2 separate regions of the Danio rerio genome follow, and region 2 is linked to region 1. The links are chromatin contacts, called in public HiChIP or PLAC-seq maps. All regions are on one chromosome and are shown on one strand. The core of a region is the stretch at or near the end of the contact, and the rest is flanking DNA. Distances in the headings are between cores, read along the strand shown. Region 1 holds the start of picalma (phosphatidylinositol binding clathrin assembly protein a). Region 2 holds the start of tmem126a (transmembrane protein 126A).

Region 1 (3,522 bases), core at 138-2,637:
GAGAAACAACCTAGGCCTACTGTTGAGAATTATGATGGTGTCTAATGTAATGGCATATTTTTATCACTAGATGTCTCCCTTTCTAGACATTCTGCAAGGTTAGCTGAAGAAGCGATGGAAATTAAAATGATTTATTCGTAAATAATGATGAAATATGTTTTTGAGTATTAGATGAGTATTTTATAGGCTATATGAGTATTTTAATAATAATAATAATAATAACACATAATAATAATAATACTAATAATAAATATTAATCATATTACGATTATTAAAAGTAAATTTTTATTTATATGTTATTATAATTAAATAAATACTAATAAAAATATAAAAATTTAATGCATACATGCAATCATACAACATATATTAGACATGTTATACCATCAAATATTTAAAAACAATATAACACACAGAATTGGTCATGTAAATAAATATGCTTTGTTTATCCTTTATCTTTATTGTCATCACAAAAAAAACATATAAGCTTTAATTAAAACCAAATAATTGAAAATGGGAGGAAATATCTGTATTAAAAAAACGAATAACATTTATGTATTTTTTTATAACTGTACTGTAAGAAAATGCAGGGTTCCACACAATTCATTCATGTCGTCCCAGCACAAATTGATGAAGTTAACACTTTTAACAAATTTATGTGGATTGAACATACCAAATTAGGTTGTCCAAATGAAACCTCAAGAATTGTGTTGTCTCAGCTCAATTTAAATATATAAAAAAATAAAAAAATGAATGTACATATAATTGTCGATTTTAAAACGAAACAATATAATAACAATTATTGTAATTGTGAAAATCTTATTATAAAATAAATTTCATATTGTCATATTTGGAATTTTCTCAAACATTTCTGTCTGCTTACAGATTAAGGAAAATAACACGAATAATATATTTTAAAATGTAATAAAAGAACAAACAACAACAAAAAATAAACAAAATGTAGCAAATTTACTTGCATTTGAAAAAACTAAACTGTTTAAATCGATTATGTTGTTTAAAAACTATGTGAAACCGGGAACTCGGTTGGACAAATTCCGTCACGTGAACCGTCATCTGCTGAATAGCGGAACTGCTAGATAAGGCACAGCTACTGTCTATCTAAAGCCGCCATTTTGGCTCACAAACCCAATTGCAGCCCTTACTTTGTACGTAACGTGAGGCCCCGGTACTGACATTCAGAGCCAACATGGCGTCACTTTGCACTTACAGCCCAACGTCCATGTAAATCTTGGGAGGATCCTCTGAAAAGAGGAAACAGACCCGCCATTTTCCTACAAGCCTTTTAAACCCAGTAGGGGGAGGCGAGAACCTAGAGGAGAGTCGCTTTGGAGAAAAAGGGGGAGTTAGAAAAAGAGAGAGAGGGAGGGAGAGAGAGAGAGAGAGAGAGAGAGAGCGCGTGCGTGACAAGAGGGGTTGAGAGAGGGAGAGGGGACGCTGCTGTTAATAGAAGAGGAAACGTTTGGTACGTAAATGTCGCGATCAGCTGACGGCACACATACAGGACAAACTTCATTTGGACTCTCAGAAGCGGCTGATGCGTATTAGTCTCATTTCTTTTCTCTCTTTCTCCCCCAGTCAGGTGGCGAAACAGTGCACATCCCAGGGACTATATCATTGCCGTTGGATTTAGCAACCCGGGTAGATTTTCCCCTCTTTTTTTGTTTTCCCCCTTTTTTGTTTGTTTAAACCTGCGAGGATGTCTGGACAGAGCATTACGGACCGGATAACGGCAGCGCAACACATTGTTACCGGTTCCGCGGTGTCCAAAACGGTGTGCAAGGCGACCACGCACGAAGTCATGGGGCCAAAGAAGAAGCATTTGGATTGTAAGTGTCCAGGGATTTTTTAATACTATATTGCTTTCGGACCCGCGTTTGAAAGTTGCGTCAGTCACTCGTCGCCCTGGGAACGAGAGGTTCGGGGCTCGAGGCCTGCAAAAGATTCACGTTCAGTGCAGCTCGTGTTATTTAACCAGCTTCCTCTCCGGCGACCTTTGCTGATGTTGAACCTGTGATTGGCGATCGGCTGTGGAGTTGTGTGAGAGCACGAGTACTGTTTAAATGATTTAACATGCTAACTAATTATTAACCGCATTTAAAAACGAGCCCATCTGCTGTGTAATTAGGACGCTTGAGCAGAATGCTTTCATTGAGAAAACTGATTATTGCAAACAAGCGTGCATTTCGTGTGAAGGGACTGCCCGTATGCTTTTTGATGTTGCAAAGCAAAAACAGTGTTATGTTACTATTTGGCTTAAGGAATATTTTACAAGATGTTTTCTGTCATTGTTTAACTCAAGAGCTTGTATTTCAGAAGACACAGACTATGAAATAAACGTGTAGCTATATAACGTTACTGCTCTTTTCCTGGTACTGAAAGTAAACAGAGAGCACAGATGTCAATGACACTTTTAGTGATTCACAACTAAAATATCGGTTCTTTTTTCAAAATTAATTTAAATAATTTTTGTCTTGACACCAAACCAAATACATTGTCAGCACATATATAGCACATATGCATGTTTAAAAATAAATAAAGGAAAAAATCAAGATCAATTACACTTTTATTATGACTAAAAACCTCTTTTCATCTTGACCTACTTGTAATTTTCTTATATTTCTAAAATATACTGTAGACTTATAAATGACGTGAGATTAAGTAAATGAAACTTCACTTTTATGGCAAATAATTGGTTATTTTCATCACTTTTAAAGGGCACCTATTTCAAACTAATTTGTTCCAAATTTAAGATAAGTTTAGTGTCTCCAAAATGTGTCTGTAATGTTTCAGCTCAAAACACCCATCATATTATTTATTATACCTTTCAGAACATTGAAATGTTCTGATTTGAACACAATGTAGATTTGTTGTTATTATTATTCGTATTTTTTGCCTGTGCCTGAAATACTCGTTCTCCCCACCCACCGTTCCCCACGTGCCTATCAGAGTGTGCCTCAATCTCCGCCTTGGCTGAGTCAGATAAACAGCACCGTGACAGGCATGAAGGAAGCAGATCTCGCGTAACGTTTGTGAGGAATGCTACAGTAAGAACTTTCCCAATATTTATTATTTGATGTTTATGTAGTGGAGTTGCAATGATGAGTCACACACAATGTTGTTACGAAGTTCACGCACGCACGCACGCACACACACACCATTTAGCTTTAGCACGTTTAGCTTTGCATGGCAAATGTGACAGGATACACTTTAATATCCACTGCTGTATGGATATCTGTTATGTTAATGTACAAAATAAACCTGATTTAATGTTCACAAACCAGGGTTGAGGCGTTGTGACATTCGGCTGTGGTGATAAAGTAAAGCTGTAAAATTGCTGTAACTCATTACAAACAAGCACTGTTTTAAAAACGTTTTAAAGTCATGTTGTTTTAATGTCAAGAAATTAAAAAACAAGAGACTTAATGTGTTTATATCACCCCAATATGACCGTTGACACACTATACCTACACACAGTTCTGTCCAAACAGCTTACAAAAGATGACT
Region 2 (3,253 bases), core at 543-3,042, 140 kb after region 1:
ACCCACCAAAGCGCCTCTTATAAGCGCACAGGTTGGGCAGTTAAGGTCACCTATGATTACAATATGACATTCTTAATGATAAAAGGAAATCGTTTACCTTTTTGAAGTAGTGGTGTTTGAAGTTAGAATTGTTATTATTTTACTTTCTGTCCATGCCATTTGTTAAGTACAAAAATGAAGGTATTTTGTCTTGCCTACATGTTTTACTTTCCAGGTACCAGAAGTGTTGATGTGCATTTTATGAGTAAGCAAGAGCCACAGTTTTAGCCAAAAATCATATTAAATGTTACATTGAAAAAAAAAAAAAAACTACATCTTAAATTGCTTGAGTTTAATAATTATTTTTCATATTTGGTGAACTAAATGCTCACGGTAAACATTAAAATGCACCAAAGTATATTTATTTGAGCCCAAAAGGTGATAGCTAAAATAAATAGCGCACATTCAAGTCAATTGTGAAAATTGTAGAGCTTTTTGAAGTTTGTACTGACGCATTTACGTAACGTCCCTTTAATTTACCAATGATTGGCTGATAAGGGTTCATACAGTTCAAGAGCAAGGGGTCAAAGTTGAAATCATTTGAATTGGTCAACAGACGTGCGACGTTGAAGGATGAAATATGGTGAAATTACCTGACAGCAGGGGGGTCGTGACAGTCGCCGTGTACAGTGCTGCAGTTGTCACAAATGGAAGAACAGCCATGGGAAGACTGGAAGTAAAGAGCCCTTGGGTGACATGGAGAACTCGTCTGTAAAAGCTGTTGGCAACCATGCCAGCAATCCCAGCATTGGCAGCCAAATACAAGGGACCACGTGAAAGCATTTTTCTGTTGGGTTTTAAACGGGAAACGTTCATATACAGCATTAGAGACCAAACTTGCGTTGTAATATATTTGCATATAAAAAGCGAACTTGCCTATCACTTTCGGGAAGCTTTTCGAACTTTTTATTCAGCATTTCAATAATCCTCATCCTGGATGATGTCAGGCCTTGGCTTGCATCTCTCATCGTCATGGAGTTGTCTGTCATGTTTATCTGTTATTTCAAATTTCTGAGATCAAATTAAGTCACAATATAACAACGTGGTCAAAACACTGAAAATGGTGTCGTTTTTGGTATGGTAAAGACTGTTTCCGTGTGAGATAGGTAAACGTCACTGAGACACTAATTTGATGTGTTGAGGATCTTCAGCGTTTACATTATAACGTTACACATTTACCAATCAAACTAACAATATGAATTGCTCCAAATATGTAATTTTAACATTATTTAAGCGGATATTGAATGTTTATAACTGTAGGCTATCGTTTCAAGTTATAATGTTGCTAACATTTAACTACGGTTGTTCATTATATTATCACGTAGACCTTCAATATGTTAGCTTGCTAAATTGTTATGCATATATCATATGACCTGTTTTCAATAGACATTTAGTTTGTCACCTCCCTGTTTATAAGGGATTTAATACGATCACGGCAAAAGACGCGTCGCAAAAGTCAAACAGAAACATTTACACTTAAGTTAACCTAATGACAGCCGATTGTTTTACCTCTGTTTATATGTAACTTTGCTGAATGTCAAACCCTGCGTGACTTATCGCTCTGTTTATTTACGACTTCATTTGCACATAGTCAGCAACGCAGCGCTTTCTTGCATTATATGACTACTACTTACCCACGAATGATCTTTTAAATAAGCGCTAAATTATCTCCATTTTCAGTTTAACAGTCACGGTTCTCATTGCCAGCAGGGCGCAGCCATGTCTAACCACATGTTTTAGTCAACTCTCACCCTGAGATCCAGGAACAATACGACGATTCCTATTGGTCTGCGCGTGCGCCAACTGACAAAAAGAACGAAAGCCATTGGCGGACGCGCCCTGTCAATCTCAGCGGGTCAACCTTCTCGTTGCTAAGGCGAAACTGGTGATGATGCTGCTGCTGGTGATACTGCACCCACCGTAGAGAGAGTCTGCAAACCAGCTTTGGCAAGAGATGCTGTGAAGACCCACAGAAAAAATGACGGGAAGGGAGGTGAAGTTGTTCTCAACTGCATTTCGGGACGTCTGACGAGCACCTTTAGGATATTTTTGTTCAGATTGGCTTAATTACAGAAGCAAATGTGGAGCCATGCGTTATCGGGAAGCTGGATGAAACTTGCAGGTGTTTTCCGACAGGCGTCGCACCGACAGGCTGCTGTTTCATGGGGAAATACATCCAGCCTTATTTAGTTAAACGTGTCTACCCCGATATCTGCATTTTGTAAACCGTTTTTGCCTGTTTTGCCAATATTTTTTTCTTCTTTTTTCTAAACTGAAAGTGGATTGCGCTGTGACCAAGCAGCAAGATGATCACCAAGTCTTAATTATTTAATTTTTTTCCCTCACGTATAATGATCAGATCTAAAACAAAACACACGAAACTTCATTCTGCCTTTCCGTATAGAACAAGTTGTTCTTGAAGAACTGTTTACACGCAGACATCCTTAAACTTAAGATGTCGAGCTTATTTCTCATTCACACCGTTGGTAGATCTTTATATTAGGCGTTTTAGGATTTAAAATAATGCTTGATCAGCATATACTGACGGAATTTAATTCAAGGCAAGCCATGTAGCCTACACGGGAGCCTTTCTAATTTGACGTCTATGGCCCCCGGGGTTAACCACTGATGTTTAGGTTTTAGTTTAGTTAGTCACTGCGCCTTTAACGTTAGTCTGAGTTTGTGTTATGGACGACGTGATTGAATTATATTTATGTAGTTAAACACCAAAGGCATTTAAAGAGTCGCGAATATTCCAGCAGTTTAATCGTCAACACATTCACTCACTGGAGAGCATTCTTTGCATTTCCCATGGACTCATCCACGCCAATGTGCACTCGATCACTATCCACTCATACTATCGGATTATGGATTTATTTCTCATGAGCGCTCAGCATGTGTTTTCTTCTGCAAGATGTGTCGGCGCTTGTCTTTCGCTGTTTAACTTGACAATTACAGGTCTGGACCCCGAGATCTGCCATTCTGTTCGCTTTTACATCTATACCAACGAACTGAAGGGAAACGTGCTGCTTTAGTTGGTGACACTTTCTCCAGGATATTGACAGCAGATGAGGGCGAAACTTTTGTGTTGCTGTTTCCATGCGTGACAATCCCACAAGGACATAAAGGAGTAATAATGCCCTTAAGAAAACGAGGTGAGAAATAAACATCTGTGTATGTGGATAATAACCGTGGAAACGTTCTGTTATGTGTA

Evidence for each region. HiChIP or PLAC-seq counts read pairs in DNA pulled down with a chosen protein or histone mark.
Region 2: a contact with region 1 is called in an H3K4me3 HiChIP or PLAC-seq map of embryo, with 5 times the contacts expected there. The contact joins the promoter of tmem126a here to the promoter of picalma in region 1. A contact is called at or near these places in 1 of 18 Hi-C or Micro-C datasets (caudal fin) and 1 of 4 datasets of contacts at active chromatin or transcription factors (embryo).

The regions. Positions count from the first base shown.
Region 1 is chr10:34,071,596-34,075,117 of GRCz12tu, forward strand. picalma (phosphatidylinositol binding clathrin assembly protein a) reads left to right here and starts at 1,388. Exons shown (of 23, transcript NM_001365260.1): 1 at 1,388-1,480; 2 at 1,594-1,844. The coding sequence starts at 1,715.
Region 2 is chr10:34,207,605-34,210,857 of GRCz12tu, forward strand. It overlaps tmem126a (transmembrane protein 126A), which reads right to left and starts at 1,793. Exons shown (of 5, transcript NM_200798.2): 1 at 1,674-1,793; 2 at 916-1,034; 3 at 633-826; 4 at 1-50. The coding sequence starts at 1,028. It also overlaps a transcript of dlg2 not described here.